Linked DNA regions of Anas platyrhynchos: region 2 is linked to region 1. A link is a contact called in public Hi-C data. All regions are on one chromosome and are shown on one strand. The core of a region is the stretch at or near the end of the contact, and the rest is flanking DNA. Distances in the headings are between cores, read along the strand shown.

Region 1 (5,738 bases), core at 2,740-5,239:
GATTTCTTTGCTTTAGATCCAGGTTTGCCAGCCACTGCATTTTTCTTTCCACGTCCAGACATCCTGACTGGCACAGAGAGACAGAGGATTTGAGACCTTTACATTACCCAGGTGCTTGGAAGGGCAAGAAAAGATTACAGCCAGGCAAGTTACACTTCCTACTCTTTCACATCAAGAAGAAAGCTTGTTCTTTTTGCAAGGGAATGGAGAGCTACCCACCACAGTTCATTAACAGCAGAACTAGAATTTTAACTTCTACTGCCCTTTCATAGCCTACCTTTTGGTGAGAGGCCTTTTCATAAAGCCAGAGTGGTTTGAAAAGCTGTGAAGACTATCAAAGCAGATATGAAGAGCCCTAAAAAAATAAGTCTTTTTCTCTGGTACTTAGTTTGTATTGGAGATTGCGGCACAATGGATCTTCTTATTGAAGACTGTTCTTAAACACTACACCTGTTTTCTCAGATTTAACTTGAGGCTAAGCCTGTCTCTTTATCCAAGAGGAATCTGTATTGCAAGTTCTCCCATTGTTTAGATCTCCATTTTAAGTATGAAAAGTGAAAGATTCCTATTACCCGAAGCATCTTACACCTGAGGTACTCCAAGAGGTTTTCAAACAAGTTCCTAAATTAATTCCCTGAGGGACATTCTCTAGCTGCCATGAGAACACTGAAGCTGTTCTGCAGTAGTAAGAGGAAGAATCATCTTGAACAGAATACTGCTAACAAAAATAGACATTATAGCCAATTTAGAATGAAGTCAAGAATAATGAAATTCAGCCCAATTAGGATGGCAAAAATAATTATTTAAGTATTATTTAGAATCTGAGTAAATCCAATAGTTAACTTTCAGCACAGCTGTAAGATACAAGAACATCTATCACCAGATTAGCATAGCTTTTTGTTTAGTTTCTATAGAGAAAGCATAGATATTTAAGAAAAATCAGAATAAGATTTCAGAGGGAAGAATCAAAGCAAATCAAAAGAACACAACCCATAGCAAAATTCAGGCAAACCAAGCCATAGCTCATTAACTCTAATATCAGTCAGACTCCCCCCAATCTCATTTTCTGATTATTCTCATTACAGATGAATATAATATACTATAATATTATATTATATACTATAATATTATAATATATAATAAATATACTTTATAAAAGTTCTTATATCCCAACTTTTTCACTATCTACTATAGATGAAAAAGACATCCTGTTACCTTTGGAAAAAAATCTTATTTTAGCCTAGTCTGTGCCTTGCTACAGTCAAAGGCAAGCAAGCCAAATATCATTCACCCTAACTCTAGGGAGCAGTGCCTTTTTATTAGCAACATTTTCTCCTCATTAGTGGGTCACCTGGACAATTAATGAGTCATTCCCACCTGTGGCTCACCTTCCTCCTAACCCTTGATTTGAGAGAAAAGGAAGAAATACATTATAGACACCCTGAAGTCAATTCTCTGGGGGGAAGCAAGCCTGTCTCGAAGGGCCAAGCTACAGCTATATTTCAGTCTCTCCGTGACAGTGCCAGCTCTTAGCCACTCTGCCTGGAGTATTTCTGTCCGTACACCATGTGTGAAAACAATCTTCTTGTTCCTGCTGAGGCCTGATTTTCAAAAGTACATAGAGGAAATGCAATTTATAAATGCCAAGTATTTTTAGTTGGGTGAGAGAGGTGCAAACAGCGTGTTATGTGTGCCCTAGGCAGAGGGAGCCTTTGGGTGAAGAGGCCAAAGTGAGACTCTTAGCTTTGCTCATATTGTGTGAACGAATCCCCATCAAGTGACAGGACTGGGCTGCTCCTAGGGCTGGGGCTCTTCTTGTAACTCAGGGTTTGCTGTGGGAACAGGGGCTCCTGGTGCTCAGGGTCCTCGGTTAGTTCCTCTGAGTTAACCTGGCAAGAATCTCAAGAAATTCACAAGTGAATGTTTTCACTTGTTGGAACCTTTTAAACAATGATGGTGTGCTTTGTTTGTGCTCATGTTCTTTCTGTTTGCTTCTTGGTGTCCGGAATAGGTTCCAACCAGCAACATACAAGAACTGTGGTGAGTGGTGTTTAAGCCACAGAAGATGAATATTACAGCAGGTCCTCCGTAAAGCCCAGGCTCTGATAAAACAGTTGCACACTGAAAACTGGCACAGACGCCTAAGCCTTCAGTTCTGCATGCGGGATAGTATCTGTGGGTCAGAGCCAAAAGACTTTCTTCAAGAGGGCCTGCAGAAGACTTCAAAATTGTGATCCCAAAAGCCTGAGCTCAGGTGTTAGCTCATTGGAAGGTGCTGTAGCCCACTCCTTCCTGCTTTAATATTTCTCACGTCACCTATAACTGTGGCTCCAACACCACTCAGAAAACTGCATTTTCCACAAGGATGAACACTCCGTGCACCTAGGCACCAAGCAGAGTTTTCCTCCCCTCCAGGGCTCTGGGAGGTGGGTAAGGGACACTCTCCACTCATCCAAATATTCACCATAACGACTGATGTTGTCTCCAAGCACAGCTGTGGCTATCCATTTCTTTTAAATCGGAGGTAGACAGAGTCATTTCTCTGCATGACCAGAACAAGCACAATCCTGAGGCCTGTGGGCTGGTTGTGATGGGGCAGTTTTCTGGGTACCCAGAGCTCAGCTCCCCATTCCTGGATGAGTTTGCTGGCCACCAGGCTAAGGCTCAAAATGGAGGGGGAGGCAGGAGCAGGCCGCTTCCCACTTCTCCTCTGATGTATGTTTTTCAGAAGAAAGACTAAGATCTGCTCAATTCTTTTCAGAGGAAGATGTGCCTATTTTTAGGGAATGGGGTGCTGATCCTAAATGGAATGGTGGAGGCATGGACAAAAATTGTGTGTTAAAAATAGGTAATACGTAGTTTAGATTTGTTTATTTATTTAAACAGAGCATCAAAAGAAAAATGAGAGGAGCCAGTGAAGCAATAACACAGGGTATGAACTACAGACAGATGAGAATGGACTCAATGCAGAATAAAGAAGTGTCACAGAGAAAAACTAAGGTAGAAGAGAGCCCCCAAACCCATCAAATGTGTTTTCATGCTTATAGAGAAATATTCCCTATGGTTGACAATTTATTTATATTTTTCTGTGATGGTGCTTAGTTTGGTTTACGTGCTTACGGAAGCATGGAATGGCTGAGGTTGGAAGGGATCTCTGGAGGCCATCTGGTCCAACCCTACTTCTCAAGCAGGTTGTTCTAGGACCAACAGATTTAGTGTAGCTTCAGGAAGGTGTCTGGTGAGGGTGAGGAGCTGAGGCTGTGCCCAGCTCAGTGTGCTGTCTGCTAGGCATACCATGCCCCAGGGCCATGCTGCATCCCCTGCACAACTTTGGTAGCCGACAAGGACAAGCTAGCCGTGGCTGGGCAGGAGCAGTAGGGCTCTGTGGCCACATCATGAGGGTACCCATGAACTTATGTTAGAGCAGGGAGTGTAGGAACTTCTGTTCTGCCCCACAGAAAATGCACCTTCTCTCGCTCCATCACATCCATGCTGATGTTGATTTGAGGGGGGTGAGGAGAGGGTGGGGGCATCTCTGTATGCATCATTTTATTGTAATTGAATTATTAAGGCTTTTATTGCATTAAAGCCTCACTGAGAGGGGCGCTGGGCATTGCCTGTTAAAGGCAGTGCAGCGCTGGCTGCTCCTGAGGGACCCCGAGGAAATGGAGACCGCTGAGCACCAGCCTCACGCCACAGACTCAGCGGGACACTGGGACGGATAAGCCTGGGATCTCGCTATGAACAGGAAACCGTGGGATAGATTTAGGTCCTCCAAGCAGGGAACACCACCAATTATTAATTAACCAGGCTGCGGTGCTTGACACTAAACCCTCTCCCTGCCATCACGCCGCAGCGCTGGGCGGCAGCAGAGGCTGAAGCAAGGCAACCCGAGAACCCCTCCCAGCCCCGATTTGGGGCCCTGCCACACGCTCAGCCTCCCTCCCAGGCCCAAAACCCTTCGCTATGTCCAACCCTGCCCCACCAGGCCGAGCCGCCCGGCCCTAATTAGGCACTGAAGGAAGCAGCAGCCCCGCTCCGCCCCGCCCCGCTCCGCCTCCCCCCGGCCGCGCCGCGCACGCCGGGACCGGGCCCAGCCCAGCACCGCTGAACCCCGGGCCCCGGCCCCGGCCCTGCCGCCAAGATGCAGGTGAGGGCCCGGGGGGCTCGGGCAGCCGGGCCCGGGGTGCGGGGGAGCCCGATGGGGACCGGGCAGGGCCGCCCCGCTGCTCCCCGCCGCAGCGCGGAGCTCCCTGCTTGGGGCGGGCGGGCCCGGCATGGCCCCCAGCCGGGGGTGCGCGGCGGGGCTCGCGGCCGCCTCTCGTGTTATATTGGTGTTTGCTGTGTTATTTCCTTAAGCTGCTGGTCCTGAGGGGGCTTGGGGACTTGGTTCGAGTCAGGGAGGAGCTAAAATCAAGAGGACGAGTGTTTATCGCCGAGTTTTCCTGTTTGAAACAAGGAACTGCAGGATAACTTGAATACTCGAGCTTGTCAGCAATACATAGGCGGCTGTGGGCCTTCTTCTTTGGGATTATTGGAGCTGTGTCCTTACGAAAGCTTTTAAAACTCAGGCGTAGATTTAAATCTGATCCCTAGCCGTAGCCTTATCCAGCAGTGGCCACGCGCGCTTCTCTCCAAGCGCTGCCGACAGACCCCACCAAGGAGGCTCAGCCCCCAAATAAAAAGTCACAAAGTCACTTTTTTCAGTCTCCTCTTGGGGCCACAAAAATCCTCAGGAGGGTGCACACTGAATCTCTGATGCTCTACAGACAGTTACTGCTCTATCAGTGCCATAAGTCTCCTGAAAAACTTGCTTTGCTAACTTCTGGATGTGTCAAAGTGCTTGTTGAACGCATGCCATCCGTTTCTCATTTCTTTGTAGGACCCAGACAAAGACACAGAGTGGAATGACATCCTGCGCAAGAAAGGCATCCTTCCTCCCAAGGAGAACCTCGAAGAACAGGAGCGTGCAAAGGAGGAGGAGCAGCTGATGATCCTTCAGAAGTCTCTTGGTGAGTTTACGTGCCTGTGAGGCAATGTGTCTTTTGCTAAACCTGTAAGGGATACCAGAGATAATTCTTGTATAGCATGGCCATCTGTTGCCAGTATCAGACAAATATGTTCCTCAATACATGGTTCTTCCAGTACAGGAAGACTTTGTTCTCAACGCCAATGCCATGTTTTTATAAATGTAAATGTTTCAAAGCTGAAATAAGAACAGTCTGAAGGGAGTTTGTCATATGAATGCACAAATAAAGGTATCTAATGAACATGATCATTACCTGTTGTATGCTTCCTCTGTTATTCAGGCACCCGTGCTGTATTGCATGTCTCTGCTGCAGTCACAGAACTTGAAAGCTAGCTCAGGTACTTCTATGCCAGTGTAGCCAGCCTCAGGCTCAGTTCTTTACATCAATATATATATCAATGTATATACCATTTATATGTATAGAGTGCATAATATTTTCTAAAAATCCAGTAACAATAATATTGCAGGGAAAAAAAAAAAAAATACATTTCTTATAGTTAATCTATCCTTAAAATAAATAAATTCTGTTAGACTGAAAGGCAGAAGTTTCTCAGAATGAGATTTTTGCTGATTTGGTATTGCTTCCGTTCTAGTGAAGACTTACGAGGACATGACTCTGGAAGAGCTAGAAGAAAATGAAGATGAATTTAATGAGGAAGATGAGAAAGCTATTGAAATGTACAGGTTAGAGCATCGTACAGAACTTGGT
Region 2 (5,431 bases), core at 1,537-4,036, 210 kb after region 1:
CTATTGAGGAGAGAACAAGAGATTATTTTTATTATGATTATTGTTATTATTTTGCACAACTGCACAGAGGACAAAACCTAGGCACTTTCTGTAAAGAGAAGTTTGTTTCCTTATTCTTGTGGCCAAATTAGCACATCCAATGGAGAAGAAAGCCTGGTCATTGGTGAAGATAGTCTACAGCTCATAACCCTTGATTTAGAATCTGAAAAGTATTATGCAGCTTATCCTAACTGTTCTTCACGACTAAAAAACAAAACAAAAAAAAAATCAAAAAAACACTGGACTGTTTTATACATATGAATTGTGATTGCAAAGAAGAACTCGACTTGTAAGCACAATCATGCAACTCTCCCATAATACACGATGGATCCTTCTTCAAGCTAAATAACTCACTCACTGCAAGTCTCTGAGAAATATGCACTGTGTTTTGGCCCACTGACTCGGGATGCTGCAGACTATTACATATCTCTTTCATTATAACATTTAGGATTGAATTTTCCTTTGGGGGGAAAAAAATAAAAAAAGAAATGCACTTTTCGCTTTTTTTGTATGTTTTCTGTTGATATGTTTCTAAGAAAGATTTTATGTAATTATTAAATAAAAAGTAGTGTATTGTACAGCTGTTGTAATAATGACCTATTTCTATATAAAATAAAATTATATGGAATTATGTGGAAATTATTTTGTATATGAAATATCAACTCATTTCACAAGTATAAAGATTGTGCTTGTGCTTTTTTGTGAGTGGATATTTTGTAATAAACTAATGAATTAGAAATGTCTCTGTGAAGGGTACTACTGTTTCATGCTATATACGACTCAAACTATTATTTTTTTTCCATATAATGATGGACGGTGTCTTTATTTGTAGAATAAAATAAAATAGCCAAAAGGCTTTATTGCAGGACTTGCACACATTTTCCTGTGGCTGTTCAACTATGTGATTCACCTTAGATTTTATAGCATGAGCTACAGCTTTGCAAGGTGTTTGGCAACCAATTAACCAGCAACAAATATTACCCTATGGGATCTGTGACATGGCATAGGCGATGAGAATGATAGCTTAGGAAATTAAATAAGCTGCTAACCCAGACATCTTATTTTTCATTCTCTTAAAACTCTGATGGTTTTAGGCAGCTCTGTACTTCCAACCAGCCAGTTTGGGACTGGGATGAACATAGGGCATGACAGACAGTTTAGAGTGGTTTGACCCAACGTATACCAGGGCTTTGACCCATGTTCACGAAGCAGCAGCTTCACAATTTAAAGACATCGCTGTCCTGAGTTTTCTGATACACCTCTGCTGGATTTGCTCACGTGCCCCCACCACACAGAGACAAGTTCCCACCTTGGCATCTTTGTGCAGGCACTTTTTCATGTTAAATTCAAATTGACTGCAACTAAATGGAGCAGCCAAGGTACAAGTCTGCTTTCCCTCTGCTGACTCTCTGGCAGAAGCAGCAACATCCAACAGAGCACAAGGTGGATAACCGGGTAACGTGTTCATCCGTCACAGCAGGATTGAAGGGATGGCTTCCAGAAGCCCCTCAGGGCATCCTGCAGCTGCCTGAGACAGCCTAACCTTGAGGAGAGTGCAAACCGTGCTGTCCTCCTCACGCTTCTGTACCAAGGATCATGTCACAGCACTGGTTTCCATGTCGTAGAGGAACAATGGAGATAATTGGTCTGGGAGCTGGAAATGATGAAAGTAAACTTTCAGAAAAAAAAAAAAAATATATATATATATATATATATATATAAATAAATAAATAAAAAGGTTCACTTCAGAAAACGAAGTACTGAAAAACTTGAAAAAAAAATAAAAATCTCCCACATAAAACCTGCTGGAAAAATGACCCTGCTGCTTCCACAGTAAGACTGACTGGTAACACTGATTGGTACACGGGTATTTCAGTCCATACAGTCCTTTTACTTTATTTTATTGAAGGAAGATGAGGGGATCAAGTATTTGGTCTCTAAGAAAGTGTTTCTGCCACTAGCTGTAGGCAACTGTCTTAGTTAGATACCTGAGCTAGCAGGCTCGTCTTTAAGTTCTTACATTCGGTGAAGCAAGAGTGACCCCTCCAGATGAAGATTAAAGAACTAAATCCTAAAGTGCTCTCACTTGATGTCTGAAGGAAATTCTCTCTTCCATTAACTATAGACAAACCTTAGCACAGACACATCAGCTTAGTAGAGACTAATTTCACAAATGCTGTACAGACTTCTGTACAGACTTAGTTTAGGGAAGGGGAAGGGAAATCTGTCCATTTGTTCATGCAGGCAAGAGATGACGAAGGCACCTGAGCACCTCAGAGGGAAATACCCATGGCATTAGCACTTTGTGGGTCTACATTAATATGATCATGGAACCATTAGGGTTGGAAACGCCCTCCAAGATCACCTGGTCCAACCACCCCCCTGCCACCACTGTCACCCACTAACCCATGTCCCCAAGCACCAGGCCCAACCTCTCCTTGCACACCCCCAGGGACGGTGACCCCACCACCTCCCTGGGCAACCCGTCCCAGTGCCTGACTGCTCCTTCTGAGCAGAAATGACAGAGGAAACAGGAAGAAAAAAAGAAAAACTTTGAGGAATCATTTTATTCGCGGGGATGCTTGTGATACACCTCCTGATTTCCAGTGGCTATATCCAAAACACCTCTTTAAAATCAGCTAAAAACCAGCCCCGACCCCTGCCTGAGGCTCCCTCAGGGGGCAGGCGGGGGGCGCCCTCCCTGAGGCGCCTCACGGGGCGCCAACGGCCGCCCCCCCCCCCCCTTTCCCGCCCTCCCTTTGGCGCCTGCGCAGTGCGCGCCTGCCGCCACCCGGAAGTGCCCGCGCCTCCCAGCCTGCCCTGCGCCATCCTTTCCGGCCCGCGCCCGGGCAGGGTGAGAGGCGCCGAGGGGCCGCCCGCCGCCATCCGCCGCCATCCGCTGCCATCGGCCGCCATCGGGGGCAGCCGCGGGGCCGGGATGGTGGCGGGGGCGGCTGTGGGCGTGCGGAGGGCCGGGGGGCACGGATGGGAGGCGGGGGTCGCCCGCATCGGGCCCGCGGGGAGATGGGGGGGGGGGTGCGGCCTAGCCGGGGGGGTGCAGGCCTGTCAGGGAGACAGGGGACGGGCTGTGGGGTGCTGCTTAAATGCTAAGGGCCCGATCCGGGGTAATTTACCGGGTGTGGGAGCTGCGTGACAGCAAGGAGCCGGGGAAAGTCGTGACGGGTGTGTGCCTGGCTGCTTTTCAGCGTCGCTGAAATGGCTCCTGCGAAGAAAGGGGGCGAGAAGAAGAAGGGGCGGTCTGCCATCAACGAGGTGGTCACCAGGGAGTACACCATCAACATCCACAAGCGGATCCATGGCGTGTAAGCGCTGGGGTTTTGTCGGTGAGGTGGGCTGTGTGTAAAGCGGCGTTTGGAGGTGGGCTCAGTGCGTTTTAAGCTGCAGAGGATGAGGTTTCCTGGCCTTAATCTGCACGTAGAGCTGTTTACCTCTGTGCCTGAGTTGTCATTCTTACTCAGCTGAAGTCTAAAATGTAGCCCGTTATAGTAAGTTTTAGAAATTAAATACTGTTGTAATCAATGATTGGATTTGTGCTTAGATGGTTGTGTGAGTTGTAAATTGGGGTGTGAGTTGAGGTGAACAGTGCTGGCTGGGTTTTGGGTGCTGTTGTGGAGAGGAGAGTAACTTTGCCCCTGACAACACACTGAGTCTTGTATGACCACGTAGCAGCAGCACAGCGCTGGAGAGGGGTTGTGAGAAACTGCCTTGCCCTTTGATTCTCTCCATGTGTGTATGGTAAAGTCACATGGAAGAAAACCATATCCAAGTCAAACCAGTTTGAAATTGCTGAAATTAATGTAAAGCAGGAGAGAAGTGAGACAGTGGACTGCTGGAGAACTGTGGGTGAGGATGGGAGGCGCTGATACTCAGACTGCCCCTCATGCTAACCCTAATGCTGATGTTCCTGTTCTCAGGCCCTCCTGCATAGGGGAGGCATGAGGCAGTAAGGGTGAAATACTTTTTGTGTAGTCCCTGTCTCATGTGGAAGCACCCAGCCCTGATTTCTAGCAGTAAATATCAAGAGTTCTTTCTAAGTTATGCTGAGTATAACCCACTGTGGGGCCTGAAGCCTTTTTAACCCTCATCGTGTGTCCCAGGGTGGGTGTATATAGCAGAACAGTCGCAGCGCAGCTGTAACCATCCCTGTCACTGGCAGTCTCACAGAATCTGGCAGTAACGTGCACAAGATGAGCCATGTTTGCAAAACAGGTGTGCTGGGGCTTCTGGTGCAGTCCTTACATGGAGAAAATAAACATCAAATCCCATTTAACAGAAGCTGTTCCTGAGAATAGTATCAGTTTTATTTTTGTGCTGCTTATTTCTGTGCTGATAAAACTTACTTCAAGTTTGTATGACCATTGTCATCCTGCTTTTTTTCTAGACCTTTTAGTTACAGTCTCTGTGAAAGCTCTGATCTCTTCAGTAGTAGTGCCAGAAGGGATAGTGTCAGTGTGCTAGAAATAAGAGTTAAGATCTGGGAGTTCTTGCAGCTGCAAAATTTCACCGAGTTCATTCTGCGTAGATGTGTGTGGTTTCTGTTAGGTGTGGACCTGGAGGTGAGCAGCTACCTCCACGTCTGGTCAAAATACGATGCAGCCAGGGTTGCTGAACAAAATGATTTGAATTGTATGCTCAGAGAATATCAGCGTTTGACTGCTGCAACGAATGTCCAGTGCTGGCAGATCCCTGAGGTTCAATAAATGGCTATCTTGTCTGTCCTAGGGGTTTCAAGAAGCGAGCACCGCGTGCTCTCAAGGAAATCCGCAAATTTGCAATGAAAGAAATGGGAACTCCTGACGTCCGCATCGACACCAGGTTGAATAAGGCAGTCTGGGCGAAAGGAATAAGGTACGTCTCAGCGGCTCTTGGGGTTGGAGGGAGAACTTTAATGGGTAGACGAATCTGCAGCCTTCTTGCTGTGTGTGCATTTTCTTTGCAAATGCTTCCTTTCATACAGGGTGTGTGCACAGCAGTTGTTGTGAGGTATTAAGGTGACCCAAAGGGGTTTAGGAAAAGACTGTGAGGAGTGGGACCTCTTACACCATAATACAAAGTTAATCTGGCAGAGATTTATGCTGTTAGTGGTGAACTGAGCACCCACAGGCCCTTATTTTAAACCACATCTTGTAGGAAACAGATGCCTAGGTCTAGCCTGTGCCATGCTCACAGTCCTTACCTGGAGCTGTGCACTGTGGCCAACCCTTCCTTCAAAAACAGCAGGAGATGGGCCCAGATGGAGTTGCTGTTCCCTGTCCTCCCTGCTAAGCTGTTCTGGTTCATACACAGAAGTCGCAGCTGAGCCAGGTGGCGACATAACCAGAGCTCAGCATTGAGGCAGTGAACTGGGGCTTCTTTGTACGTTCTGTGGAGC

The links. A called contact is a pair of places that touch in the nucleus more often than the background predicts.
Region 2: a contact with region 1 is called in a Hi-C map of subcutaneous adipose tissue, with 2.6 times the contacts expected there. The contact joins the promoter of RPL31 here to the promoter of PDCL3 in region 1. A contact is called at or near these places in 4 of 8 Hi-C or Micro-C datasets (F1 follicle, liver, skeletal muscle and 1 more).

The regions. Positions count from the first base shown.
Region 1 is chr1:140,547,239-140,552,976 of IASCAAS_PekinDuck_T2T, forward strand. PDCL3 (phosducin like 3) reads left to right here and starts at 3,990. Exons shown (of 6, transcript XM_027446089.3): 1 at 3,990-4,150; 2 at 4,883-5,012; 3 at 5,623-5,713. The coding sequence starts at 4,145. LOC101798364 (histone H2A) reads right to left here and starts at 1,327. Exons shown (of 2, transcript XM_072030996.1): 1 at 1,216-1,327; 2 at 1-63. The coding sequence starts at 62.
Region 2 is chr1:140,760,746-140,766,176 of IASCAAS_PekinDuck_T2T, forward strand. It overlaps RPL31 (ribosomal protein L31), which reads left to right and starts at 2,787. Exons shown (of 5, transcript XM_038173232.2): 1 at 2,787-2,893; 2 at 3,246-3,362; 3 at 4,783-4,908. The coding sequence starts at 3,256. NPAS2 (neuronal PAS domain protein 2) reads left to right here. Exons shown (of 21, transcript XM_027446028.3): 21 at 1-920.